Linked DNA regions of Ovis aries: region 1 is linked to region 2. Evidence: chromatin contacts called from public Hi-C data. All regions are on one chromosome and are shown on one strand. The core of a region is the stretch at or near the end of the contact, and the rest is flanking DNA. Distances in the headings are between cores, read along the strand shown.

Region 1 (4,472 bases), core at 1,104-3,603, 230 kb after region 2:
GATGTCAACCATTAGGGTGAGAGTTGCAACATTTGAGGAGAGTTCATATTTTTAATGGCTCATGATCATCTCTGCATAGCATCTGTGTTTTTTTTCCTAATCTGTGAGATTTTATTGAGGTATAATTTATAATTCAGTGATAGGCACAGTTTAATTTTTTTTTTGTGTGTGACCCCATGGGTAGATAGATCTAGAGGGCATTTTGCTAAGTAAGATAAGCCAGACAGAGAAAAACAGATACCATATGATCTCACTTATGTGTAGAATCTGAAAAATAAGACAGAATGAAAATAGACTCATAGATACAGAGAGCAAATGTGTGGTTGCCAGAAGGGAAGGAGGTGGAGAGTTGAATAGATGAAGGGGAACAGGAGGTGCAGGTTATTAAAAGAAAAGCCTCGAAATGTAACGTGCAGTGTAAGGACTGTGGAATAATGTTGAAATAACTTTGTGTGGGGACAGGTGGTTACTAGGCTCACCACTGGTCCTCATTTCAAAATGGACGTAAATATTAGAGCACTAGTACGCCCGAGACTAACACGATCGTGTGTGTCAGCAAGTGTGTGTGTGTGTGTAGCCCTCATGCCTGTCAGGACATGGAACACAGCCATTAGCCTGGAGGGTTCTCTCTAGCTGCTCTGTACTCTGTCCCTGCCTCTTCCCCAAACCCCAGGACCACAGTTGTAGATTCTTGTGATGGAGATGAGCTTACCTCTCCCAGAGCTGCATATGAATAGTCATACACTATGTAATCTCAGGTGTCTGCAGTGCTGTCTTGAAGTTCATCTGTTTTGTTGTATGGATGACTAGTTTGTTCATTTCAAAAAATGCTAGTATTCCATTGTGTGAATATATTTCCGCTTGTTTATCCAGGCTTGTTAATGGCAATGTGTTTCTGTTTTTTATCTGTTATGAATACAGTTACTCTGATCATGTGAGTATGTGTGAATATGTTTCCATTTCTCTGGGGTAAATACTCAGGAGAATTGCTGGGTCATATGGTAAAAGTTTAACTAGATACTGCCAAATAGTAATACTTTTCCAAAGTGGTTAAATGTTACATTCCCACCAGCAGTGTATTGAATTTCTAGTGCCACACATCCTCACCAGCATTAGGAATTGTAGTTCTGTTTGCACTTCAGCCATTCTGGATGGTGTCTGCTGATAGCTCATTGTGGTTTGAATTTCCATTTCTTTGATGTTTAGTGATGTGGAGGTTTTTTCATGGGCTTATTGACCAGTCATACATTTTCTTTTCTAAATTGTTTGCTTGATTTTGCCCATTTTTGTTTTGGGTTGTTGTCGAACTGTAGAAGTTCTGTATATATCCTGGGTTTAAGACTTGTGAGACACACACACACACACACACTCTAAGTGTGTTCTCCACATCTTGGCCTTGACTCTTAATTTTCTTCTTACTATCTTTTGATAGTAAGTGAAAGTTTTTGCTTTTGATAAAAAGTCTAGTTTGTGGACTTTTAATTCAGTAGTTAATTGCTTTCTGTTCCTGTCTGGGAAATTCTTCCTCCAAGGGCTCACAAATGTGTTCTGTTTAGAAGTTTTAAGTTGTTAGCAGTGAAGTTTTGTGTCTGTAGTTTGTCATACACACTTCGTGGTGATGCGATGCAGGGCTGACCTTCTCTCTTGCCCCCATGGTTACTCTGCACCCCTTGCTGAAGACTTTCCTTGTCCATGAATTCCTTTGGAGCCTTTGTTGACAGGCAGTTGACTGTGTATATGTGTGCCTCTGAGGAGTTTCTGTTTTGTTCACTAACCTGTCCACCCTTGCTCCAGCGCCATACTGGCACGGTTATGTCTCTGTGCTGGAGGAGACCGCAGAGTAGACTCTGTTCCAGGCTTCTGTCTGGAAGGATCGCCCCCTTCTGGTCCTTCAGCTGAGAGGGCTGGCTTTTGTCATTGCTGGGTTTCTGGCATCTTTTGCTGCAAGTCTGCGATGCAGAGGCAGAAAGCGCCCTCCGGGATCAGGGTTGGTCCTCGTATCTCGAGGCCTCGTCCTGTCTGCCTTCTTTGCCTGTCAGTGTGCGGTCTTTTTCTTAGCTGTGCTGACATCTTTCTTAAATGTTGACAAGTTTACATCACTTCTCCTTTTGCCTCAGAAGTAGGAATTTCTTTTCCCCCCCTCACCTTTGGCTGTTTATGCTGAAGTGCCTGTGGGCCCTTCGAGGCCTGTCTCTCTGCCCGCTTACTCAGGACGCTGAGGGGTGCTGTGGCTCCCTGAGCTCAGGACCGTCCCTGCACCTCTGTTCCGGCCTCGCTCCATCCTGTGCGCCAGCGGCCGCTCCTCCCAGCCATGCATGGCTGAGTCAGGGCAGCAGCTGTTCCTCTGGAGTGGTTTTTGCAAGATCATCTCTTCAGTGTGTCAGGAACAGGACTCTTCCTGGTCAGTCCAGTGTGCAGGACCTGTGTATGGGGCCATCTCGCCCAGTAATTAGCAAGAGTACAGAGTAAGGGGCGGTCTAGACCCACCTGTGTTCTGTGATTTGTGGTCCTGCCCTCATGCCTCTCAGCCCCAGCGGTGTCGCTTCTGGACTTGAACTTGGTGGTGACCTCCTCAGCTTGCACCAGCTGGCTTTCAGTTCAGAAGCATCCTGTCTTTCCGTGTGTTTTCTGTTGCTTCTTCATGAATCTGCTCCCATCAGACCCGTCTTCTTGCTGTTCTCATAACAAGCCCCACGTTTCTGCTTGTGTCATTAATATGCTGCTCCTCCTGGCATAAGTGTGCTCTCGTGTGTGTGTGTGTACACATGTACACAGAGGGCACTTCAGCAGAAAGAACGTGTGTTTCCCTCCCAGTTTTACCTCTTGCTGTGTGGAGTAGGATAAGTGACTTCACTTCTCTGAGCCTTAGTTCTACAGTTTGTAAACCTGGAAAGACACTTTTCTCACAGGACGTGTCCGGTGATGTGAAAGTTCCTGAAGCCACAGAACTCAAATAAAATATGTGTTTCCTTTCTTTGTTTCTGTAATTGGAGGCTGAGGGCCAGGTCATTTCTCCTCATCTTAGTGTCGTCAGCGGGACACAGCATGTTGAGAACATGGAAGAGACTTGTTAGTGGGTTTAGCTGGTTAAGGAAACGTCTGGCTACTTCCTGTGCAGCCTGTGCTGTGTTAAATGTTCAGTTCAGCTCAGTCATGTCCGACTCTGCGACCCCATGAATCGCAGCACGCCAGGCCTCCCTGTCCATCACCAGCTCCCGGAGTTCACTCAGACTCACTACCATCGAGTCCGTGATGCCATCCAGCCATCTCATCCTCGGTCGTCCCCTCTCCTCCTGCCCCCAATCCCTCCCAGCATCAGAGTCTTTTCCAGTGAGTCGACTCTTCGCATGAGGTTAGGCTTGCTAATTACTGGGCAAGATGGCCCCATGCACAGGTCCTTAAGGCCCAGTGTGGCACCCAGGTGTGCTCCTTGATTCTGTAGCTTGGGAGGCGGGCACGGCTTAGCCTGGGCCGTGTGAGGCATGAGCGGGGATTCCTGGAGAAAGGGGTGCTGGTACTCGATCCTTTTTTTAACAGCTTTATTTAGGTGTAATTTGCGTACCATAAGATTTCACCCACTTAAAATGTCAATTTACAGTTTGTAACCATCACCACAATCCAAATCTAGACTGTTGCCGTCACTCCAGAAAGATTCCTTGTGCCCATCTGCGGGCCTTATGCGGAAAGATAGGTATGAGCGGGCCAAGCAGGACTCCTGGGAGGAAGGCGGGTCCCAGCGCGGAGGAGACAGCGCAGGGAGGCGTGCGGCCCGGGTCGGGGCGAGCTGCTCCTGCCTGCTCCCGGGGTTTCGCTCTCCGCTCTTCAGACCTCAGTTTCCCCACCTGTGATACATAACCGATAGGCTGGTGGCATCTTAGCTCCCTTTAAACTCTCATCCCTTCAGTTAAGAAAAGAATATATTTTTTAAAAAAAAACCAGCCGTCAGGACCCATGAAGTAAAACCAGAGAATTGGAGTGACAGCGAGGCTCACAGTTCCTTTGATGAAATTTCTCGTTTAATGTTTTTCCTGCTTAGCTTGGGCGAGTAGTAGTGTATACTGTCCTGGTAGAAAGCTGATGAAACGTAAACAAGTGAGAAGACCACTTACAACCTTTCTAATTCAGAGATAATTGTTACTAAAGTTCCCTTGTTCTTACATTTTCTGTGTGCTTGTATATTTAAAAGTTGATACTGTGCTGTGAATTGCTTTCCTCAGACTATTAAATATTGTCAGAAACATTTTTATGAGACTAAAAAAACATGGCCTGTTCATTAGAAAAGCGTGATAATAGCAGTAAAGTGATAGACGGCGTGGTAAGGCTCAAAATAAAAGGAGATCTTTCTCTCCCTCCTCTTTCACAGCTTCGGAGACTTAACAATGGTTTACTGTGTCAGAGATGGCTTGTGTGTGACTTTATGTTCCATTATTTGGATCAAGCCTAATTCAATGTGTCTTTCATTGATAGCCATT
Region 2 (4,460 bases), core at 712-3,211:
ACCCCAAAATAAAGAAATCGGATCAATTTCCAGAAAGACTGATTCCCCCATGTCGCTTCTTTCTTGCTGCCGTTTCTCTGGCTGAATTCCCATCTGGATTCATCCTCTTTTTCTCCACTAATCTTCCTACTACACTATCTGTTTCTAATCTCCCTCTATATCTGTAATTAAATATGTATTTTTCCAAAGACGCCGACACCGTCCCCCCACCTTTGAATCACCCTGGATCCACCAGGGCTGGACCCCGGCAAATCAGCTCAGCTTTTCACTTTTAATTTACTTCTCTGTTGTCTCAAACACTGTCATTTCCATGATTAATGATCTGAGGTGCTAGTTATATCTTTTCAAATACACACCAACTAAGCACCTAATTATGAGAACTGGAGTCCATCTGTGTCAATATAATGTTGTTCAGTTACTCAGTGTGTCCAACTCTTTGCAACCCTGTGGACTGCAGCACACCAGGCTTCCTTGTCCTTCACAGTCTCCAAGAGTTTGCTCAAACTCATGTTTATTGAGTCAGTGATACCATCCAGCCATCTCATCCTCTGTCGTCCCCTTTTCCTTCTGCCTTCAATCTTTCCCAGCATCAAGGTCTTCCAATGAGTCAGCCCTTTCATCAGGTGGCCAAAGTATTGGAGCTTCAGCTTCAGCATCAGTCCTTCCAATGAATATTCAGAGCTGATTTCCTTTAGGATTGACCGGTTTGATGTCCTTGCATCCCAAGGGTCTCTCAAGAGTCTTCTCCAGCACCACAATTTGAAAGCATCAATTCTTTGGTGTCCAGCCTTCTTTATGATCCAACTCTCACATCCTTACGTGACTCCTGGGAAAACCAGAGTGTTAACTATACAGACCTTTGTTTAGACAGGGGGCTTAAACAACAAGCATTTATTCTCGCAGTTCTGGAGGCTAGAGTCCACAAGCAGGTTGCTTGGCAGATCTGTATCTGCTGAGGGTCCTCTTCCTGGTTTGCAGATGGCAATCTTCTCGTGGTGCCCCCAGATGGTAGGGGGAGATCGTTGTCTTTTCTAATAAGAGCACCAATCCCATTCATGGGGACTCCGCCCTCATGACAAAATCAAAGGTCCCACCTCCAAACCATCACTCCAGGGAGTAGGCTCCCATTTGTGAATGTGGGGGGATATAAACATTCAGTCGGTAGTCAGCACTTACTGTGGCTAGGATCTATTTCAGCACATCTACCCTCATTACTCATTTAACTTTCAAATCTACTGTGAATGGGAGGTACTGCTTTCTGCGGTTTAGAGCTGAGGAAACTGAGGCTCCACAAGGTCTGCTAACTTGCCAAGGCTGCACCACTAGTGAGCGGCAGGCCCCGGCGCCCTCACCGCCTGCCTGTGTTGCTAACGTTCCCGAGATGGATTCAGGACCTGAAAACGCTGGACACTGGCGCAAGCCCACTGTCTTCACAGCTTCTTTGCTCATTTCCTCATCAGGACACTCTCAGCTCCCCAACAACCAAAAGGCAAGACAGGTGCTATTTCCAGCAACACTCTGTCCATTCATGTTCTCCTGGGGCTGGAGGAGCAAAGAGGAGGGAGCAGAGGGTTGAGGAGAGACTGAAGGGAAGGGGCGTGAATGCAGCTGGACTCACAGATTCAGAGAGCGGCCTGGTGCAGCCAAGAGGCGGGGCGGGTAGGTGAGGGGGAGAGAGGGTCGAAGGTCAGACTTCTAGTTGTAGATGAGTCCTGAGGATGGAAACACGGCGTATGATTACAGCTAACAATAGTGTGCTGTATGTTTGGAAGTTACTGAGAGAATGAATCTTTCAGAGTTCTCATCACAAGAAGAAAGATGTGTGATTTCATGTGGTGATGGATGGTAACTAGACGCACCGTGGTGACGGTCTCACATATTTACAACTGTGAGTCACTGTGGTGCACACCAGACACTGATGTCATGTTCCATGTCAGTTCCCCCTCGGTTTAAAGCAAACAAAGAAGATGGGTCCTCACCTTCTCTCCAGGCCTGCTCTGCTCACAGAGACACCGTGGTTCCACTTGGGTGGTCACTCCCCCCAGGATGGTATCCCACTTTGAGAAGAAAAACCATGAGAGACCCATGTTCTCTGGTAACATGTGGCCCTGCAGAAACAAGGAAAACACTTCCACTGAGACTTATAATAAACACAATCATAAAGAATGCAGAGTTCAGGCTCTCATTGGCCTGCTCTGGAGAAGCGATCCTGATTGGGAGTTGGGTTTTAAATTCTTATAGGGATATTTGCAGTTCTAAGCTGTAGAAATCTGGAGCCATAAGAAAGACAAGAACTGTTTGAAAAGATGCCAGTGCAACACTGGCTGTTTCTACCAAAGATCCACTGGAGAAGGGACAGGCTCCCCACTCCAGTATTCTTGGGCTTCCCTTGTGGCTCAGCTGGTAAAGAATCCGCCTGCAATGCGGGAGACCTGAGTTTGATCCCTGGGTTGTGAAGATCCCCTGGAGAAGGGAAAGACTACCCACTTCAATATTCTGGCCTAGAGAATTCCATGGACTGTATAGTCCATTGGGTCGAAAAGAGTCAGACACGACTGAGCAGCTTTCACCTTCAGCTGCATGTGCTGGGCACACTGGTGTGCATTGGCCATGTGCTTCTCACGACAGCTCCACGCAGTAAGCGTGAACAGTTTCACATTCAAATTAGGACACTGAGACCACAGAGGCTGACATACAGTGAGAATCATCTGCTTCGGAATTCAAAACCATGGTTGTCCGGCTCCAGAGGCTGGGCCCCATCACCAAGGCTTCCAGACCATCTGGCACGTCCTCACATCAAAGACAAAGGGTACATTGGCCGACAGAGTTCCACTTCTGCGCTCTGGATGCTGATGGTTACCTGCCTCAGGGCATCTTAAACCGCCTATTTCAGAAACAGTGAAGCTGTTTACATACAAGGAACCCTAATCAATTTGCAATATAACAGATTTTTACCTGTAATTTGGGTGTTTTTCAAGAACAACAGAGCAGAGCCTTTTGAACTTTCTTGAACTTGTCCCACAGGATGAAAAGCCCTTTACCTCACGACAGAAGACATATAACACATATGCGTGTAACAGTTTTCAGAAAATTACATTCACCATACATGTTGGAGGCTGGTTGACATTTTAGATTCCAAGCTAGTCTGTTTTTCTTTCTTTTTTTCTTTGTTGTTCATAGTCCTCCTGAATGATCCCTTTTTTATTGTGATAACACGTAACATGACATCTACCCTCTTAAAATGCTCAGTGAACAATATGGTGTGGTTAACTACAAACACAGTGTTGGTCAGCAGATCTCTGGAACGTCCTCATCTCCTGTAACTGAAACTTGACCTCCGCCTCACCCCTCCTGCTTCTGGGAGTCCGACTGTCTTGGATTATTTCTCACAGAAGTGCGGTCGTGTCGTGGAAAACAGTGCGGAGACGCCTCAAAAAATGAATATTTTATTTGTTAATTCTGGGCAAGACCCCCTGTATTGATGTCAGGATTCACTCATGTGTTGCTCCCACAATTTGAAATACTTTGCAAGGGGACCTGAATTGTTTTTGCTTTAAAACAAACGGTTGAGTTGTTGCAGCTGGTATCAAAGACTTATGAAATAGGTAGCAAGAGCTGGAGAAGGAGGACAAAAAGAGATTTTTTAAAATTAATTATTAATGGCAACTCGGTGGAGAGAACACCTTTATGTATTTTTAATGCTTGAAAAGAAGAAAAGATGCAGCTTATAATGCTGCTTATTCTTTCCTACGGGCTGATCAAAGATGATGAAATACCACATTTGCTTCACTAACCAGACATTTTGAAATCCAAACCGAAACTAAAACTCAAAGGGCAATTCATCTTCTTTGTCCCAAACAGTATTCATCAGTTCCTTACCTAACGGGCGAGCAATGTGCCGGAGCCTGGGTGTCATTGTCCACTAGGTGGCGGTACAGAACAAGAGTAGCCCTTATTCTTCCTGACACGTAGGCTGCAAAAGAATTTAGAAACCCAGGGTTGTCCAGTGAGTCACATCAATTCAGCCTGAAAGTTTACTCAGTGCTCCAGGCATGTTTCTGCCTTTTCTTGGAACATCCCTGGATTTCAGCTTCATTCTTGCTGACAGCTTGGCATTTAAAATTAGTAATATCTTAGTTGTTCCCTTGTGGCAATACAGATGCAGCATAATGTCTGTATTTATTAACAATTTGCAAAGTTAGCATGTGCTGTGAAGCTTTAATTCTGCCCCTTCAATGTAACATTTAAGAAATACTGTGGGCACAAAGACAGAAATATAGATCAATGGAACAAAATAGAAAGCCCAGAGATAAACCCATGCTCCTATGGACACCTTATATTTGACAAAGGAGGCAAGAATATACAATGGAGAAAAGACAATCTCTTTAACAAGTGGTGCTGGGAAAACTGGTCAACCACTTGTAAAATAATGAAACTAGAACACTTCCTAACACCATGCA

What was found. A called contact is a pair of places that touch in the nucleus more often than the background predicts.
Region 1: a Hi-C map of liver shows a contact between it and region 2, with 4 times the contacts expected there. The contact joins two enhancer-like sites. A contact is called at or near these places in 3 of 16 Hi-C or Micro-C datasets (blood, liver and muscle).

Annotation. Positions count from the first base shown.
Region 1 is chr23:42,128,753-42,133,224 of ARS-UI_Ramb_v3.0, forward strand. The region is part of intron 1 of RALBP1 (ralA binding protein 1); the gene reads left to right. Among named protein-coding and RNA genes, the nearest start is that of RALBP1, 18 kb to the left of the region's middle. Within about 2 kb of position 2,354, at least 16 of the 54 cell types and tissues checked have an H3K27ac peak or open chromatin away from gene starts, as enhancers often do. A contact at or near this core is called in liver, where this site is marked.
Region 2 is chr23:41,898,945-41,903,404 of ARS-UI_Ramb_v3.0, forward strand. No RefSeq gene overlaps it. Among named protein-coding and RNA genes, the nearest start is that of NDUFV2, 28 kb to the right of the region's middle. Within about 2 kb of position 1,962, at least 3 of the 54 cell types and tissues checked have an H3K27ac peak or open chromatin away from gene starts, as enhancers often do. A contact at or near this core is called in liver, where this site is marked.